Linked DNA regions of Mus musculus: region 1 is linked to region 2. Evidence: chromatin contacts called from public HiChIP or PLAC-seq data. All regions are on one chromosome and are shown on one strand. The core of a region is the stretch at or near the end of the contact, and the rest is flanking DNA. Distances in the headings are between cores, read along the strand shown.

Region 1 (3,669 bases), core at 230-2,729, 230 kb before region 2:
AGAGAAGAAGAGGGAGTTTAGGAGTGCCTATAAAACACCAGATACCTCTACTTTCAAGACTCTGGGGTCTTTAAGGCATTGGATATCGTTGGAATGCTATTTCTTTGTCTGTGCACATGCACTAAACAACTCTACTTTCAAGGCTCTGGGGTCTTAAGGCATTAGACCCCCATTAATGCTATTTCTTTTTCTATGCACATGTGTATATGGCTATGTGTGCCATCCAGAGGCCAGGGGAGGACATTTTCCTGTATTGATCCTCATCATATCCCCTTGACACAGGGTCTCTTGATGAACATGAAGCTGATGTTTTTAACCTTTTATTTTTTTGACTAGGGTAGCTGTCCAGCAAGCCCCAAGGATCCTCCCATCACTGTATAGCCTCTCTGCTGACTCTGCCTCCCCCACCCCCATAGTGCTAGAGTCACAGGTGTGCAGACCATGCCTGGCTTTTCACATGGATGAAGCTTAGAACCTTATCCTTGTTCAGCAAGCTTAGCTGCCTACTAAGTCATCACCCCCTGGGCTTGGTTAGAATACTAAAGGAGTGGATGACAATGGGCAGGCTCCACAGAGACTGGCTGGAGCCCGAGGGCCTCTAGGCTCATCTGGAAAGCATGGTCCAGTGGGGGCTTAATTCTGGCCTTTTCCTCACCCGCCTCCTATCTTCTCAGGAGAGGCTCAGCCAGACTGAAAAGTGTGAGTGCTTCATCTGCAGGCAATGGAAGAGACAAATCTCCAAGCGTGCTGACACCCTCTCCCTCCTCTCCTTCTCAACCCTGTTTATTCTGGAGATCGATAAAGATGAAGGAAAAGTCATTCCCAGGAGATGACCTGGCTCTACACGTTTGAAAAACACACTTATTCCTCCTTCCGCTGGGCCCCTCGCGCCCCCCCCCCCCCCGTGGCATTTATTTAAAGCAGAGCCACTTCTTGGAAGCATTGTGGGCTGTGGTGCTGGGTTAGAGAACTCTGTTTGCTCTGGTTGGATGGCCTTCCTGGTTGAAGATCTCTAGGTGTGGTCACATCTAGCCAGATCCAGTTTCAGACCAACAAAAATCTAGGCTCTTCATGCTTTGATTTTTTTGTTTTGTTTTGTCTTGTTTTGTTTGTTTTCACATGTATAAATCCATTGTTGGGTTCTCTGTAAGTCAGATGGAAAATGAAAGAAATTAAAATAGATGGTGATTTTCTCATAACTCTCACAGTAGAATCCCTTAAGCTTGTTTCCATTTTCTAGGACTGTGTCTGAGTGAAGTGGGGTGCCACTGGTTAGGGGAAGCAGAGTTTAAGTAGGTACTATGTTTCCCTCTGTGTCCTAGAGGAATTCTGAAGGATTTCTAGAAAACAACAAAACAGTTGACCCTGGAAGTTGCTTCTAGAGCTAATATTGTAGAAATAATATCGTCTTATCTCCCTGCCTTCATTGTTTTTGTGCATGTGGCAGGATTCCCCAGGGAGCCAGTGAAAGCTGTGTGGGCAGAGACATCCTTTCCTGTGTGATGTTTTCCCTCACACACAGTAGGAATCTAAGATAGATTTATACCCAGTTGATGTCTGTAGCCACTCCACCAACACCGAGGTTCGAGTCCGAGGTTCGAGTCTGTTGGTCTAGGAGGACTGCTGTCATCTACCAGTCCAGATGAGATGTCTAGATGTCAAGACATGCCCAATGAGGCAGACTCTTGCCATTTCACTCCTCTCTTGCAGTTCATCAAAGGGACTCTTTGCCCATCAGGGAGGAGAAAAGAATGAAATTCTCGTTTTAAATGTAGTAGCCTCCTCCTACAGAATTGACTTCTGCAATCTTTTTATATGCAAGAAAAATAATCTCTTAGGATTATCAGACAAAATTCAAATCATTTTCGAGAACCTATTGAAACCACTTTGTTTTAGGGATTTTAATAAATGCTGGCATGTGAATAAATGAAAGTCTTGTGTCTTTGGGGACTGTATACTATGGGTAGTGACAGTAGGTCCCTAGGAGCAGATGACAAAGTTATAAGGTATAGGGATGACTCCAAGAAAGGAGGCAAACACACTACAGAGTGAGTCACAATGACTTTATTCTTAAAAACAAAACAAACAAACAAAACCCTCCCCAATCCCACGCATCTACCTATCCCCTTCCCCCCACCATTGCAAACTCCCCCCACCAAAAGAAAAAATATCTTATTGTGGAAGCTGTAGTGTGTCACAGTGCGTCCCACACTGTGCCCTTTTGTCCGTACTTCTTTGCTTGTAAATGTTTCTTACAGGGACTCATTCACCTGGTTTGAGGCCTGGGGCTTCTGCTACACCATCAATACAGGATCCTCCCTGGGACTCCTCTTGGATATCCTGTTGTTGCTCTGCATCATGGAGATCCTGCAGCTTTGGATCTGCAGGGCCTACCCCTTCACACACGACAGCAGTTCATAGATGGGGTGGATGCTGGGGTGGGTCAACTCAAAACCTTGAACTTGGGCCTGGGAGGAATCTGAGCTGGTCAGCCTGCCAGATCTCTCCTGTACCCAGAAAGTTCAGGGGTTCTCCAGCGTTTACCCAGCAACGGGCAGAGACAGCTCTCTCAATCTCATGCTCTCGGGGCTGGCTCACCCATGCCTAAGTTGTCAGGGCCAGCTCTACTCTCTTGCCCAAGTGAGGTGCAGGGTCCACTCTCCAAAGTGCTACAGCAGGCAAAGTCTAGGACAGCTCTCCTGCTCTTATGCCATCAGGGCTGGCTCACCCACAGTCCCCACACCCAAGGCCAGCTCCACTTTGCTGCCCACGCTAGGTGCAGAGCCCGCTCTCCTGCGTGTTGCAGCTGGCAAAGGATAGCACCAGCTCTCCTAACTGTTTTAGATGGCGAGGAATGAAGAGGGGAGGATGGCATCTCTCCCTCTTCACCACCAGCACATGGCAGACAAGTGTCAGGGCCAGTTCTCCCGTGCTCACACCCTCCTAACCATCTTGCCAGTGACCTACCACTAGGGTCAGTTTTACTGTGCTTCCCAGGTGAGATATAGGACCCATTCTCTCGAGTGCTGCAGTTGGCGAGGGGCAGGGGCAGCTCTCCTGCTCTCATGACAACCATGATGCCCAGGTGAAGGGGTGGGCCATTTCTGCACAGCTCTCAGACATCAACATGGTCCCAGGTTGCAACCCAGACCAAAGATGTATGCCTGGTCTTTGGTGGTAACAGACACCTGTGGCTGCAGGACCATAGACCCTGACATTGCCCTCCATGGCACAGACCAAGACCTTAGGCGACATCACTGAATCCTCACATCAGGTCGTCCTTACTACCTTGCAGTCTCCGGATCATCTTTTCTTCATTGTGCCCACTTCCTTCCACTTCTCTTCAACTTCTATTTCTCCACCAGTTTCTTGCTCATCCGAGTGGTTTCTAGGGACACTGGGTGTCTGGGATCATCTCAGGAGTGCTCTCCGGAGTTCTGTGCCCTACCTGTGTCATCTGGCACCGTGCAAGGGTCGTCTCTGGTGTGGTCTGCCCACCTGGGCCTCCATGGTGCTCCGCTAGGGGTGATCTTGGGCTCCAGGGAGAAGTCTCCTCTCAGGCTTGCTTCCGGCCTTGGGGCTGTGTGGCACCAGGTGGGGGCAACTGTATTCTTAATGGGGCAGAAAACTAGACTTCCAAGGTAAAGAAATAGATGAAGGAATATTCTA
Region 2 (3,745 bases), core at 788-3,287:
AAGCAGCAGTCCCTGACACTATTAGTGATACTGTTTTGCTTGCAGACAGGAGCCTAACATAACTGTCCTCTGAGAGGCTCCATGCAGCAGCTCACTGAAATAGAGCAGAGGCCACCAGCCAAACATTGTATGGAGCACAGAGTATCTTATGGAAGAGTTAGGGGAAGGAGCAAGGGACTCAGCAGGAATAGGAACTTCATAGGAAGACTAACAGAGTCAACTAACCTGGACCTTTGGGGGCTCTCTGAGACTGAAGCACTAACCAAAGAGCACACAGGGGCGCACCCCACCTTACCCATATCTTGCACATACGTAGCAAAAGTGCAGCTTATTCTTCATGCATGTCCCCCTACAACTGGAGCAGATGCTGTCCCTAAAGCTGTCTGTAGATCCCATTCCCCTAGCTAGGCTGTCTTGTCTGGCCTCAGTGGGAGAGGATGTACCTAGCCTTGCAGGGACTTGATGTGCAAGGGTGAGGGGGTGGGGTTGGGAGTGGGCTCCACCCTTTCAGAGAAGAAGGATAGAAAGAAATGGATAGGGATTGTGTAAGGGCGGGGGGGGGGGGGGTCAGGGACCGGGACCAGGGGGTGCAGTGATCGGAATGTAAAATGAATAAATAAATTAGTTAATGAAAAAATAGAAAAGAAAATAGTGATTGTCATCTTGAAGAAATATATGATGAAAATTTACAAGCAAACAAAGAGAAAATAACCTATCATCTTGATCTCTAATGTAAGTTACAGGCTTTGTATTGTGAGCCCTCCTCCTCCTCCTCTTCCTCCTCCTCCTCCTCCTCCTTCTTCTTTTCACATGATTATCATAAAACTTCGCATAATTGCCTGATGGTGAGGAAGCTTTATAAGCACTTGTCATCGTTTACTCTTAGTAAAATTAAATGCAATGGCCTTACGCTAATCCCCTGAGGGTGCATTTCATAATTTACCCACCTCCTGGCAATGAAGTGGGAGAACTAGTTTCCTGTCCATTATCCATGTGCTTTCACACTTTCTGAGGTTCCCCTCCCCCATTTCCTCCCTGGGGAATTATGAGGTTCTTTTTCTGGCATCAACACACCCCTCCTCCTGGAAACTCACTCATTTGATGTGACTCATTTCAACACTTTCAACCCTGTTAGCATGTAAATACATCTTCCAAAAGAGAAAAGACAGATAATAAACAGAAACCAATTTTAGGAGAAATCCCACAAATATACTGAGACTCATTCCTAAATGCACCACTTTAAATCAATTCTCTCCAAAACCAAGTTCTCATGGGTCATTCACCCCACTTAATGGACTTTACATGTGGATGCCCCCTACCCCCAACACCCTGCATCCTCACAAAAGAAGCTAATAGGCCATTTAAAAAGGATTTATCCCTGCATGCTAACCAAGGTTAGATCTTATTATCTGCATATTTTTCTTCTTAAACCTCTACTGAATTAAAAAAAAACACACAGTTTAAAAAGAAATTTCAGAAATGGAACATCGTCCGCGGGGAAATCAGGACATTACATCTCCATTGTCACATAACGGACCGGTTTGCAAACTGCGTCCAAGATTCAGACTGACAAAACCTTACTGAGTCTTCGCAAATAACATTAAATTGTCTCCTTAAAATAGATGACAGGAAACTTTGGGTCATTTACTTAGACTAATTCCTCTTTTAAAAAATGGCAATATGAAACTTTCTAGAATCTTTGTTTTCTCATAAAAATTTGACACTAAGCAACAATGCCCTCCTCCTTTCAGTAGTTCAGACCCAATTTTCTCTCAAGAACCAATGGAGGAAAGAGCTTTTAAACAGTGCCAGGCCCTGGGGGTGGGGGTGGGGGTGGGGAAGATCAATCTGTTTGTAGGCCCAGCTGCAATCGACCTGGTGATCCGAGCTGGGCACATTTACCTCAGTGCTGAGAGACTCAAGAAGCAACTATTTCCCCTAAACCTGTTAGTGGCTCACAGTAACATGATGCTCTTGCATTTGAGATTGGGGTTAATTCTTGGATGAGTTTTCTGATACACTTCAGAGTGGTGGCTCTCAACCTGTGGGCCACTTCCCCTTTCGGGGTCAAACAACCCTTTCACAGGGGTTGCCTAAGACCATTGGGAAACATAGATATTTACATTACAATTCATAACAATAGCAAAGCGACAGTTATGAAGTAGCAACAGAAATACTTTATGTTTGGGGGCTCACATCGCTAGGGAAGTTGAGAGGCACTGCTTCAGAGTCACATTCAGCAATGAATTTTTTTAAGGATTATTTTTATGTTCTGTGTATGAATGTTTTGCCACATGCATGTCTGTGCACTACATACATGTAGCACCCACATCAGACCCCCCCTTGAACTAGTGTTATAAATGGATGTTAGCTGCTATGTGGAGGGTGGGAAACAAACTCACATCTTCTGAAAGAACAGCAAGTGTTCTTAACCGCTGAGCAATCCCTCCAGCCTACAGATAGTGAATTCCTGAGAAGGAGGTTGTATTTCATTATGACTGTTTATGTTGTTTTATAACATAGAAAAACAGAACATTCCATTTACTAGCTGGCAAAGGAGAGAGGGCACAGTAGGGTACAGGAACTGCTCACCTGTTTTAATGACACATCTCAGGCAGGCGTGACAGCTCTGCTGGGGATCTTGGCTATCCAAGGCCAATGTGTGACATCTGTTGGCCATAGCCCTGACTTCTTTCAGATTCCTATGAGGTACATAAGTAAAACACTATGTGTCTAGGAGAAGTGTGTACCAAAACCTTTATTGGAAGCCCTAATACAGAAAACAGATTTATTTAAATATCCAAGCACGGGGTTCAGAGAAATGGTTCAGTGGACACTTGCTGAGTTGGGTCCTTAGGATCCACATGGTGGAAGAAGAGAACAACTCCTGCCGGTTGTCTTCCGGCCTCTACATAAAAACTACAGAATACATACATCCTATGTGCATATGCTCCACACATATGCATACAAAATAAGTAAACACAAAAATAAATCCAGAGAATCTCTTAGTAAGTTATATACATGTAACATATATGCCTATTATTGTGGTCATACAGACACACATAACATCAATGTAACTTCTGTAGGTATCTATCTTTGTAGAGTCCTACAGTGTTTGTCCTTTTTGTGGCTGGCTTATCCACTTAACATAGCATCTCCAAGATTCATCCATGCAGTAGCACATGTCAGGGTTCCCACCTTTTGAAGATGAAAATATTTCATTGTGCATATAAGCCACATTTTAGCCATCAATGGATACAGGGTTATTTTCATGGTTGAGTGTTGTAAATCCTACTATGGTTACCAATAGCTACTCAAATATCTCCTTGAGCTACTGCTCTCGCCAGCTTTTGTGTACCCACCCAGAAGGGGAATTTCAAAGTTATACAGTGTTTCTCGCTTTGCTCTACTGAGACACTCGCCATATCAGTCATGTGGTCCAGCCCAGCACAAGGTTCTAATTTCTCCAAATCATTGACAACACTATTTTCTGTCTGCTGTTGTTTGTGGGTACCAGTTATCTGAGAGGTGGTATTTCACCATGCTTTGGGTTCCCATTTCTCTGATGCCTTTGGATGGTAATGATCTTATCCTGTGTTGATTGGCCACTTCTCTACCTATTTTGGGGGAAACATTTGAGTCACTTGCCCATTTTTAAGCTGGAGCAACTCATTTAAAAAAATTAATTTGTGCTTCCAACTAAAATTTGAAGAAACAACTCCAATGACTGAGAAAAGATGAAAAA

Evidence for each region. HiChIP or PLAC-seq counts read pairs in DNA pulled down with a chosen protein or histone mark.
Region 1: a contact with region 2 is called in an H3K27ac HiChIP or PLAC-seq map of large pre-B cells, with 2.2 times the contacts expected there. The contact joins two enhancer-like sites. A contact is called at or near these places in 2 of 39 promoter capture datasets (the C10 cell line and stem cell-derived epiblast-like cells), 1 of 15 datasets of contacts at CTCF or cohesin (large pre-B cells), 1 of 115 datasets of contacts at active chromatin or transcription factors (large pre-B cells) and 2 of 9 other capture datasets (adipose tissue and liver).

What each region holds. Positions count from the first base shown.
Region 1 is chr17:73,640,866-73,644,534 of GRCm38.p6, reverse strand. The region is part of intron 1 of Galnt14 (polypeptide N-acetylgalactosaminyltransferase 14); the gene reads left to right. Among named protein-coding and RNA genes, the nearest start is that of Gm46602, 25 kb to the left of the region's middle. Within about 2 kb of position 1,479, at least 6 of the 459 cell types and tissues checked have an H3K27ac peak or open chromatin away from gene starts, as enhancers often do.
Region 2 is chr17:73,414,888-73,418,632 of GRCm38.p6, reverse strand. No RefSeq gene overlaps it. Among named protein-coding and RNA genes, the nearest start is that of Capn13, 17 kb to the right of the region's middle. Within about 2 kb of position 2,037, at least 26 of the 459 cell types and tissues checked have an H3K27ac peak or open chromatin away from gene starts, as enhancers often do.